Linked DNA regions of Pan troglodytes: region 1 is linked to region 2. The links are chromatin contacts, called in public HiChIP or PLAC-seq maps. All regions are on one chromosome and are shown on one strand. The core of a region is the stretch at or near the end of the contact, and the rest is flanking DNA. Distances in the headings are between cores, read along the strand shown. Region 1 holds the start of LOC747480 (Down syndrome critical region protein 8). Region 2 holds the start of KCNJ6 (potassium inwardly rectifying channel subfamily J member 6).

The links. HiChIP or PLAC-seq counts read pairs in DNA pulled down with a chosen protein or histone mark.
Region 1: an H3K4me3 HiChIP or PLAC-seq map of stem cell-derived excitatory neurons shows a contact between it and region 2, with 4 times the contacts expected there. The contact joins the promoter of LOC747480 here to the promoter of KCNJ6 in region 2. A contact is called at or near these places in 3 of 7 Hi-C or Micro-C datasets (induced pluripotent stem cells and stem cell-derived neural progenitor cells) and 1 of 1 datasets of contacts at active chromatin or transcription factors (stem cell-derived excitatory neurons).

Annotation. Positions count from the first base shown.
Region 1 is chr22:38,821,865-38,827,104 of NHGRI_mPanTro3-v2.0_pri, forward strand. It overlaps LOC747480 (Down syndrome critical region protein 8), which reads left to right and starts at 3,920. Exons shown (of 6, transcript XM_003949171.5): 1 at 3,920-4,085; 2 at 4,792-4,891. The coding sequence starts at 4,812. LOC129138317 (Down syndrome critical region protein 4) reads right to left here and starts at 3,846. Exons shown (of 3, transcript XM_054675299.2): 1 at 3,624-3,846; 2 at 2,819-2,920. The coding sequence starts at 3,751.
Region 2 is chr22:38,617,865-38,623,778 of NHGRI_mPanTro3-v2.0_pri, forward strand. KCNJ6 (potassium inwardly rectifying channel subfamily J member 6) reads right to left here and starts at 4,307. Exons shown (of 4, transcript XM_016938537.4): 1 at 3,722-4,307.

The DNA.
Region 1 (5,240 bases), core at 2,670-5,169, 200 kb after region 2:
AAAATAGAACAGAAAATTGATATGACAACATGAAAGAAAACCTTTTATATTTCAAAAGTCAGCTTTCAGTTTTTCCCAGTAACAGCCATTGTTTCTAACCTTGGGGTCTAAGTTTCCAGGCTTGTATTGGAACAGGATTAGAAAAGGAATTATACTATACATTGGGTGACTGTGTCATCACCCTCTAGGATGATTTCTTCTTGGAATGAGACTTAAGATACCATAGTTCTACTTCCATTGTGCATTGATACATTAAGTCATTTATAACATTTCCCAAAACTCCAATCTGGAGAACTTTCTCTATCACCAGGGCATTGCTTTGGAATTCAGGGAGGCCTGAGTTCTGGATGGGAATGGGAGTGAGATGGTCCAGTGAATGTTAACAGTCACTATTATTATCCTTATTTTACAGAGGAGGAATATTCTGCTCCTTTATGAGCCAACATTTACTTTCTCTGAATTAAATGTTACTGGTTTCTTATTTATAGAAAGCAGAGATTGACTGGGCACACTTTCCCCCACAGTTTCCAAGACTCTGTAATTATATGCAAAATAGTAAAATTAAATTCAATCTAGATGAATCCATATTTCAATAAGGATATTAGTGACTTAGGTCTAAAAATTAAAATTAGACTCGTTAATCCTGTCATGCTTTCCATTCAAATGTTTTTCCTAAACAGCAACAACAACAAAAACCTGATTTCCTAATAGTCCATTTAGCTTTTATTTCATGCCATTTACAAAGTTTAGGCAACATAAATGCACTTTATGCATATCTCTGTCCCATATCTCAGTCTAGATAGTTGTCTAGATAATTTTCTAGACAACCTAGATAATGATAGGAAGGCTGAATGGCAGAGCAGAAAAACCATGTCTTCAGGGTCTGAACTATTGAGAGTAAGTATCATCTCCACCACTTAACAACTGTACAACTCTGGGAAGATGTGCTGGGCAAGCCCTTTCAGTCTTGTAGGCTTACCCAGTAGTCAGGATTTGTTGCAAGAATACAGTGCCAGCTGTGCTCCAGCCACTGCTCTCAGGGTACTGTTCCCTTTCTCTTTATATGTTCTGATATTTCTCCCATAGCTACCAACCAGCCCATTCTTCCAGTCTTTCTCTGTTCAGATGCTAATGGGAGAGAGTTGATGGTCTTAGATAGTCACCATAATCCCTTTAGAGCAGAGATTTGTTGTAGAAGCCAGGCCACTTTCAAGGACACAGGCTGCCTGATATTCCGGCTGCCCTTGGGTCAGATCTCATCCCTGGCCAAAGTGGTGCCACCACTTTCTCAATGATTGCTTAATTCTCCCTCCTTCAACATGCTTTAGAAGGCAGCGTTTCCCTTAGAGGAGCACAGTGGGCAGGGCAGCAACAGTGGATGACGTGCGTATTACGGCACTGCTGGGTATCATCATAACCAACATGAACATGTGGCTTGTTCTTACAATGCGCCAGACGTCTCATGAAACATTCAACGTTTCTTAATTCACCCTCACAACCAGAATGAGGTAAGTGTTGTTCCTATTCTTATTATTTGATATTTTATAGATAAAGAGAAGCTTACAGCACGAAATAACTTTCTCAAAATGATAAGATCAGTAAGCGGAATATTCTTTTTTTTTTTTTTTTTTTTTTTTGAGACGGTGTCTCGCTCTGTTGCCCAGGCTGGAGTCCAGTGGCGCGATCTCGGCTCACTGCAAGCTCCGCCTCCCGGGTTCACGCCATTCTCCTGCCTCAGCCTCCCCAGTAGCTGGAACTACAGGCACCTGCCACCACTCCCGGCTAATTTTTTGTATTTTTAGTAGAGATGGGATTTCACCGTGTTAGCCAGGATGATCTGGATTTCCTGACCTCGTGATCCGCCCGCCTCGGCCTCCCAAAGTGCTGAGATTACAGGTGTGAGCCACCCTGCCCGGCCAGTAAGCGGAATATTCAATTGGATTCCAGAGTTTATGCTTTTAGCTATCAAGCTATACTCTTTCTCACTATATTTCCCTGAGCTTTGGTTTCCTTATCCATAAAATTGGAACTGCACTGCCTGTTTGCCTTTAGAGCTATAGGTAATAAATGTTATGCGTTTATTATGGTAAATAACATGTAGTAGAGCAAAGCATGGAAATTCAGGAAGTAACGAAGAGCAATCATAAGAATGTCTGTGGTAAATCTAGATAAACATTACTTGTATACACATTTACAGTAGCGCCTTTAAAACACACACCGATAGCACTTTAGTAAGTCAAGAATGCATGTTGCACCAATTAGAGAAAACACCAATTTTTAAAAAAACATATAAATAACAAGCTAATAGAAGAAGAAATGTAATTAGAAAAATTTAAATAAGCCCAAAAACTTTAAGGAAGGACAAAAAAAAATCATAGAACAGAGAAAATAGGAATCAATGGTAAGATGGTAGATTTAACCTTGAATTACAGTAAATATAAACAGACTAAATATTCAAATTGAAATATAAAGCTCATCAGAGAAGGTAATAATATCAAGCAAAGCTAAACAAGCTGCTTACTTTAAATATAAAGATATCGACAGGTTGAAAGTAAGGGATGGTAAAACTACTATGCAAAGCAAAAGTTACAAAACCAAAGCAAAGACTGGCTCGTTTCAGAATAATCAACGTTTCAGGTTTAATATGAAATAATCGTAAATTTGTTTATACCTAATAACATAGCCATAAAATAAAAACTGACAGATAAACAATCATGTTAAGAGACTGTATAAGCCAGATTTCTCCAGAAAAACAGAATCAAAAGGATATATACATTAAGAATTATATCAAGAAATTTATTTTAGCATATTGGCTTACATGATTGTGGGGCTGGCAAGTCCAGAATCCGTAGGAGAAGCTGGCAGGCTGAAACTCAGGCAGGAAACGATGTTGCAGACTTTAGGCAGAATTTTTTCTTCTCTAGGAAAATTCAGTTTTTGCTCTTAAGGCTTCTGATTGTATAAGGCCCATTCACAGTATGAAAAGTAAGATTTATGTAAAGCCAACTGATTGTAGATGTTAACTACATCTACAAAATACCTTTGCAGCACTACCTAGATTAGTGTTTGATTAAATAAATAGGCAGTAAAGGCCGGGTGCAGTGGCTCACGCCTGTAATCCCAGCACTTTGGGAGGCCGAGGCAGGAAGATCACTTGAGGTCAGGAGTTCAAGACCAGCCTGGCCAACATGGTGAAACCCCATCCGTACTAAAAATACAAAAATTAGCCTGGCTTGGTGGCGGGCACCTGTAATCCCAGCTACTTGGGAGGCTGAAGCAGGAGAATCACTTGAACCCAGGAGGTTGTAGTGAACCGAGATCGCGCCACTGCATTCCAGTCTGGGTGACAAGAGCAAAACTCTGTCTCACCACAAAAAAAAAAAAAAAAAAGGCACTAAAGCCTGGCCCCCATGACACAGGAAACTAATCGTCATGGAGACTTTATCCACACTTTTGAATATATGTTACATTACAACATTAAAACACACACACACACAAAATCATAAAGCAATCAACAAAATTAAGCTGAATGCTTCGTAATTGCTGGATTCCCTGGGAAGCTGACTCTGAGATGGAGATTAGCGTGCAGGACATTTCTTACGGGTTGTTCTTGGGATCAATACCTGTGGAGAGGAGAAGCTGAGGCAGGATCGGGAAGCGGGGAAGTAGAGTGCAATGCTGGTGAAGCGGCATCACTGTCTGGGGTAAATATCCGGGGTTCATCATCTCTCGTCAAGATGATTAACGACATGGACACATATGGGTGAGTTAAGAAGCGGAAAGTTTAAAAGAGTGAGGAGACCAGCTCTCAGACATCCTTAAGGGAAAGGCTGGCCCGTGACTGACGGCAGCAGGTTTTACGGGCAGGCTTGAGGAGGCGGTGTCTGATTTACGTAGAGCCCAGAGATTGGTTCGACCAGGGGTGACGTTTACGTAGCGCTCAGGGAATGCTGGTCACCCCACCCTAATCTTGTTATGCAAATAGGCTTCCCACTTGGCGGGTGCTGTCTTGTCCACTCGTTTCTGTACACATGGGTGGCAAAAAGAGAAGATGGAGCTGCCATTTAGAACATGCCTAATCCCAGGTAGTGTTTTTTGTTGTTGTTGTTGTTGCTGTTGTCGCTTTTTGAGTCGGAGTTTCGCTCTTGTTGCCCAGGCTGGAGTGCAATGGCGCCATCTTGGCTCACCACAGCCTCCGCCTCCTAAGTTCAGGCGATTCTCCTGCCTCAGCCTCCTGAGTAGCTGGGATTACAGGCGTGAGCCACAGCACCGTCCCCAGTATATTTTTATTGGCACAACTGCCGGCATTTGCCTGTGCAAGCTTTCAGCTTGCTTGTCTGTGTCTGCAGCTCGATTTTCCAGGTTGCTTTTTGTTAGAAAAGAAAATGATTTGGGGGCTGCTTTTCATTAAAAGGAAGACCTTACTGAGGACTCCCATACCTTCACTATCTGCCTAAGTACTTTCTTCTTAACTCCTATATCACTGGGTCAGCAGCAACCCCAGTCAAACCTCAAGGGAGACGGGAAGATGGGACGATCTGTCAGAGGTATGCTGAGTTGAGGCAAGAGGGCCGACCTTTATGGATTGCCAATCCGTGACTTCTTGGAAGTGGGGCAGCCTGGAAGGAAATGTGGCCTTAGGTGAGGCAGCTGTCTTCAGAGGAGGCAATTTCTTTGTATCTGGAGGGGCAATTGTTAGTGTTCCCCTGGACTGAAGGGTGAATTATGGAGAATGGAATAGAACGATTTGTTACTATGATTTGGTTGATGACTTATTTCCTGTTTCCTTAGCTTCATCTTGCTGAGCAAAAATGAAGGAGCCTGGACCCAACTTTGTTACTGTGAGAAAGGGTCTTCATTCATTCAAGATGGCATTTGTTAAGCACCTACTGTGAGTAGATGATCTCCTGTCAAAGACAGTTAACAAATCCTCGGAATATTGCTTCATGTGCAGTTATTGGAGATGAGTAACTTACATTCTCTTAATTGTAATGGTTCCTTGGAAAGTCATCGTGGAAAATGAAGGCTGGCTCATACATTTTCCCAGACAGGAATTTGGCTGCCAACAGGGAATTCTAAACAACTAAAAACTCCAGATGATGAACGCACAACATAATGATGGTTAAATTAAAAAAAAAAAAAAAGAGCACGGTAATAAAATTTCCGTGAAATATTTTGTGTAAGCGCAGATAACCAGTCATTTTCTTTGTAGAATTCTTATTCGTAAATAATTTAGAATA
Region 2 (5,914 bases), core at 3,057-5,556:
GAATGGGGGCGAATTTTCACAAGTTGCTCTCCTTAACAAATCTTACTTGAAATGAGTAAACCAATTATTTTGGAGTATGCTATTGACTGAAAAGGGCATAGTGACACTTTGTTAATCAATTAGCCACCCAGGAAGAAAGCAAGTCATAGTTCGGTGAATAAGCACTGAATATGTGAGCATGGAAACTACCAGAAGTAAAGATTATTGACTGAACAATTTCATATACCTAGATTATTGACACTACCCTCCTTTTTAATTTATTAGAGAAATTGAACTTTAGAACTCAGAAATACATTACTTTGTTTATCTAACAGTCTATATTCTCGTATAGCTTCATCCTCATAATGAATGTCTACTTCCCTTCTGCTGATAATGTCAGATGGAACAAGGCCAAGGAACAGCTGTGTTGTTTAATTCTCCACGCGTCACTTCTTCTGTCTACTTTAGGTAGCAACCTTTTCATAAACTAAATTATGGATAAACTTGTCAATACCTATCAGGAACTGAAATGTAAGAAATAGTGTAATAACTCATCGTTTTGCTTAGGTTTGAAATAGATTGCTCTGTCTTCACTAGCAATCATTTGAAAAGACTGGAAGGTAGAAACACACTGCTTTAACCACATCCTGAGTGCTCAGCATGCAATATCTTTAGAAACAACATGTCACACTTGGAAAGCCCAGCAAGGAAAACCAGGATCATAACTTGTTTACCATTAAAAATAACAAACCAGAACCAGCTCAAGACCTCATGCACAAGTGCATCCACAAAACAGGAAAGCAGCCAGGGATATTGTTGAAGCTTTATCAACATTTCCAACCAGTTGCCAAACCTTGACTGGGCTCTGCAATTCAAAGTATACCTTGTAACACCTGGATGGCACTCTTACAGGCATTCTATTTCAAATATGACTGTCACCTTCCTGTATTATTTTTCCTCTTCATATCAGTGACAGTTGTGGTGGTGGGGGACCTACTACCAAGGATGAGAGCAGGGCAAAGACCAGCTTCTCGTAAAGTGAGAGCAGAAGGGCTTGATGGACTTACCTGTTTTCCCTGTATGAATGTTGAAATGGAACTTGAATGGTAATAAATCCTCCCCTCCTGCAGTTTCTTCCTTGTTTGTATTAAGAGAAGTGACTCCTCTCGGTTTCCTACGACTGCAACCTAGGAAATGTAGCCACCTTGCTCACACGCAGGCTTGAAGATGTGATCACTGGCTCTCATCTTGCTAACAAACTCTCTCTCCTTTTCGGAAGCTCACCAGTGTTGTTTTGATTCCTTCCAGTTCTAGACCGAGAGGAAACTATATCTCCACCCTCTTCAGTCCTAGGACCCTTAGAAAGAACTTGGTTGGGCCGGATACGGTGGCTCACGCCTGTAATCCCAGCACTCTGGGAGGCTGAGGCAGGCGGATCACAACGTCATGAGTTCGAGACCAGCCTGACCAACATGGTGAAACCCCGTCTCTACTAAAAATACAAAAATTAGCCCGGTGTGGTGGTGCGCGCCTGTAATCCCAGCTACTCAGGAGGCTGAGGTAGGAGAATCGCTTGAAACCGGGACGCAGAGGTTGCAGCGAGCCGAGATCGAGCCACTGCACTCTAGCCTGGGTGACACAGCGAGACTCCGTCTAAAAAAGAAAAAGAAAGAAAGAAAGAAAGAAAGAAAGAAAGAAAGAACGAACAAACTTGGTTGGCTGGCCTCTCGCTGACCAGGGTGCTTCCACAGCTCCCTTCTGCCATCTATGCCCAACAAAAAGTTAAAGAGAAGAGCGTGAGAGGGCAAGGGATGCATGCTTTTGAAAGCCAAAGGGACTCAGCTGAAACTAGCAACCCTCGTCAGAGGCGGATCGGTGTGTGTGTGTGTGTGTGTGTGTGTGTCTGTGTGTCTGTGCGCGCGCGCGTCCTTTTTCTCCCCCTGAGGACAGAATCCTGTCTCCACTCTCAGTTCAGCTCAGGTCTTTCCCTGTCCCAGTGTTCTTGATTCTGAATAGGCCCTCTGATGCACCGCCATGCATAAAATGGATGGTTTGCAAGCTTCTTTGCCTCACGTAATTCCGTGGGTAATTTGATATCCAGATTCTGCACGAGCCAAAGACTCATTTATTTATAGAAAGTGATTGACCTCCAGCGACCAAAGGAGTGGGTACTGCTTGCTGGGGGCTGCAGACAGGTGAGGCTGCACCCTCGGCGCCTGGGCTCTGGCCTTGGTGCTGAATCCGGAACCCGCTGGGGAACCACCACCTCGGCGGCCCCCAGGCAACTTTCGGGAGGTTTCAGGGGCACCCGGCCAGCTCTGGGCGCCCTCTCGAGCGTCGCCGTCAGGGAGTTGGGCACAACCGATGCCCTGGGACCCGCCACAGGGCACGCGGCTGGCGTATTCCTTTGCCTGGAGCCGGGAAAGTTTTGTCCAATTTTTTCCCCCTATAACTGGAGCTGCGGTCTCCCCTCCCACCTGGGTCGCCATGGAGACTCGAGCTCTTTTTCTTTCTCCAGGCAAAATGGGCGAAGCTCAGTTAGCTCAGCCCTGACTGTAGCAAGCCCTTTTTTCTCCCTAAGCAGTTCCTGGGCATCACCCTTTTCCGTTTTTTTTTTTTCAGCAAAAGAAAGGCAGGCAGGGAACAGGGCTAGCAGGATGTGGCATTGCTCCCTGTACCGTGGGGCTCCCCGGGACCGACAGACTTTGGATAACAGCAGTTGGGAAACACTCTAAACATATAATACATCTCCAACTCCCAAACACTGGAGTTGTGGGTTTTTTTTTTTTCTCTTCCTTTTTTGGGGGGTTGGAGGCGGAATTCTTTGGAAAATTCTGGTATTTTTTTTCTCCACTAACCTCACCCTCTGTGGCTGTTTCTATTAAGATATATTTTCCCCCTGACAATCTCTCCATATTGCACCTAGTACAACAGATGTACCTGTGGATCCACTGGGCTTTTATTGGGTTTTGGGAATACTGATGTTATTTCACTTAAAAACTAATCCAAGCTTAATGTTTTGATGAAAATGAAAATATATCCACAGGGAAGCAAATATCCACAGCCACCCAGTCCTCTAAATGCCACACACATCTCATTTTATCTAAAGCGTTTTTTCTTCCCTTCCAATTACAAAATAATTCAGTTTACTCCTAGGGAGATCTTCCTATTCACTGTTTTTAGTCATGCTAGCACATCTTCGGTTTTAAGGATAGAGAACAGTTAGGAGTTACAGTATTCTGTTTCCCATTCTCCGCATGTTTCTCCCCAACCCTCACTTTTCCTCCCTCTCGTGTTGTCTCCTCTCCTCTCCATGCAAAGCAGAACAAGAAGACTGCCTTCCACAAAGACAATAGGCTTTTCCCAACTGTAAATGACTACATCACAAGCTGCACCTGTCAGTTAATCAGTGCATTTAGTCTTTGCCAGCGGATGTTGAAATGATGTCTGCAATAACTGACTGGGTTTCTGCGAGCCCAGGGATGCAGACCCCTCCTCCCCCCGCCCCCCGTGCGAGTTTCAGTCGCTAATGAAAACCGTATGAAACAGATTCCCCTTCTGTTATGTAACCGGCTTCTCCCTCGCCTTTCGGCTGACTTGGGCACAATGTTTCTCATGAGAGTGGAGATGCCTGCGGCGACGGCGGAGCTGGGGAAGGGGACGCGGGGACCCGAGAGCACGGAACGCCTCGCCCAGGTGGACGCCAGCTCCTCGCCTGCGAGCAGCTCAGCGCACCGCTTACCTGGCTGCGGACGGGGTGGCTTCACTCAATCATGATCTCCTCTCTTGAAACGGAGCAAGACTGAACAATTCACTACACGACGGATGGCGAGGGAAGGAAATGCAAAAAAGAAAAGGAAAAGAAAAAAACTGGAATCAGATGGTCAAATTTCACATCAGCCCCGAGAGGCTGTTAGGAGACTCCATTCTGCTCGCGGCTGCTCCGGCTCCAGGTCCGGCTTCCCGGCGTCCGCGGGTCTCCACCCCTCCGCCCGCCCAGCCTCTCCAGCCAGGTGCGGCCGTCTCCGGACTGGCTCCCTCTGGCCGAGCGCGGAGAGCAGGGCTGGGCGCTGGGGCCAAAGGAGGGGCGGAGGGGCGCGCGTTTGGGCAGGGACGGGGGAGGGAGACTGGGTGGAATGAAGTGGGGAAAGATAAGAGTGGCAGAAGAAAAAAAAAATCCCCGGTTAGGAGAAAAGTGGTGGACCACGCAGAGAGACGTCATGAAATCCGCAGATTCAATGAATGCTACTCAATTCCAGCCGACTGGCTGAGCCCCGCTGGCAGCGCACGAAGCGACGCGGCTCCGAGATAAAAGCGAGCGCAGCGCCGCGTGCTGGGGAAAAAGCCGCACAGCGCCGGCGCGGTCCGGGAGGAAGGGGCGGGGGCGAGCAGGACAGAGCCACAGACCCAGAGACGCCCACCCCGCCGCCCATGCCAGCTAGCGTGTCAGCGCGCCGAGGACCGGGCTTGGTGGGGGCGGGCTGGGCACAAACCAACGTGCATCCCCCGCCACTGGAAACGTGGGTGCTCCATGCTGGGGGAATCTTTTGGGTTTCGGTCCCCGACCCCCCAGTCCCAATCTTTCTCCCCGTGCCACTAAGTAAGTTATTCCCGGAGAAACGCCTGGAAAGCAGGAAAGAGCCGAAGCTCGGGGAGCAGTTTTGTCTGCTGGTTGTAGGGGTTCGGCTTTTAGGGTTTTGTGAGATAAGGAAAAAGAGGCTCTGGGCACTGCCTCCCACCGGGCTGAAATCCGTGAGAGGCAGCCCCGGCGCGGGAGCCGGAGCCTGCACCGCCCAGAGGGGGCGCAGCGAGCAGCCGGGACGGAGGGGAGGGGCCCTATCCCTGAGCTTTGCTTGCACCTGGTGGCGCCCCAGCCTGCTGCCCCATTCAGTCCCTTCTGTCCTGTCCACTGCAACTGGGAACTGGTCCCGGCTGCTGCATCATCACCCCACCCTTATATGATGTCTCTGGGGTCACTGGAGACAAAGAATGGCCTTTTCCAAGAATGACCCAGGCTGCCTTCAAAGTTGAATTTGTCAGGATAAGCCCCTTAGACAAAGGTCTACTCCACTCTTTGAATCTAACTTGCTTTGTGCTGTTATTCCAGGGGCCCCTCATAGTGCTCCCCTCTTGCACCCCCTCTTTTTCTTATGGTCATCAAAAACAATGGTTCTACATCTCCAAAGTCTTTCCATAAATTGCTTCTACCTATGAACAGAACTCTCTTTTATGCTGTCTTTTTCCTAGGGATGAATGGATTGACAAATTGTAAGAGCAGCGAATACCATTGGCTAGTAATTTTATAATGGCCCTTTCAATAACTGGCTATTCTTGTGCTGCTTTATGAAGTGGCTTTCCTTCCACAAGGCACAGAATCTCTACCTCAAAGAAGGTGACCTTATTTTAGAGAGAAGGCTTATGGAAACCTCTTATTTCCAAGATTATTTTATTCTACATACATACATTTTAATTAGCAATTCAGGTCCCCTCAAGAATGCTGTCTGCCCTCTAAAAATGACTGTAATATGGAGAGGTGTTTGTGTCAATTTGCATCCAAAGTCATGTAAAAGTCAACCGTACACACAGCCTGTGAGCTTGTATTTGCTGTTGATTTTCCCTAAGAGGTTGTAATCTGACTTGCTATTGCTTCTGAGTCATATATCCCATATACAGAAGATATGAGTATGTGTCATATCTGTAGTATGTGTAATACGTGCTCCACAATGCCTGCTGGATCTAGTGATAGTGTTAGAAAGAAACAAAGAACAACTGAACCAAACAATCCCTGAGAGACCAGGAATACAAATGCAAGATGCAGGATTTCGGTGGACACAGCCTTAGAACATTAAAAGAACAACCTATGTTGACTATAGTTGTGTAAAGGGCATTCTGTTTAATCTGTGAAGCTGCTATGGGTATGCCTGCTAATTTTGAT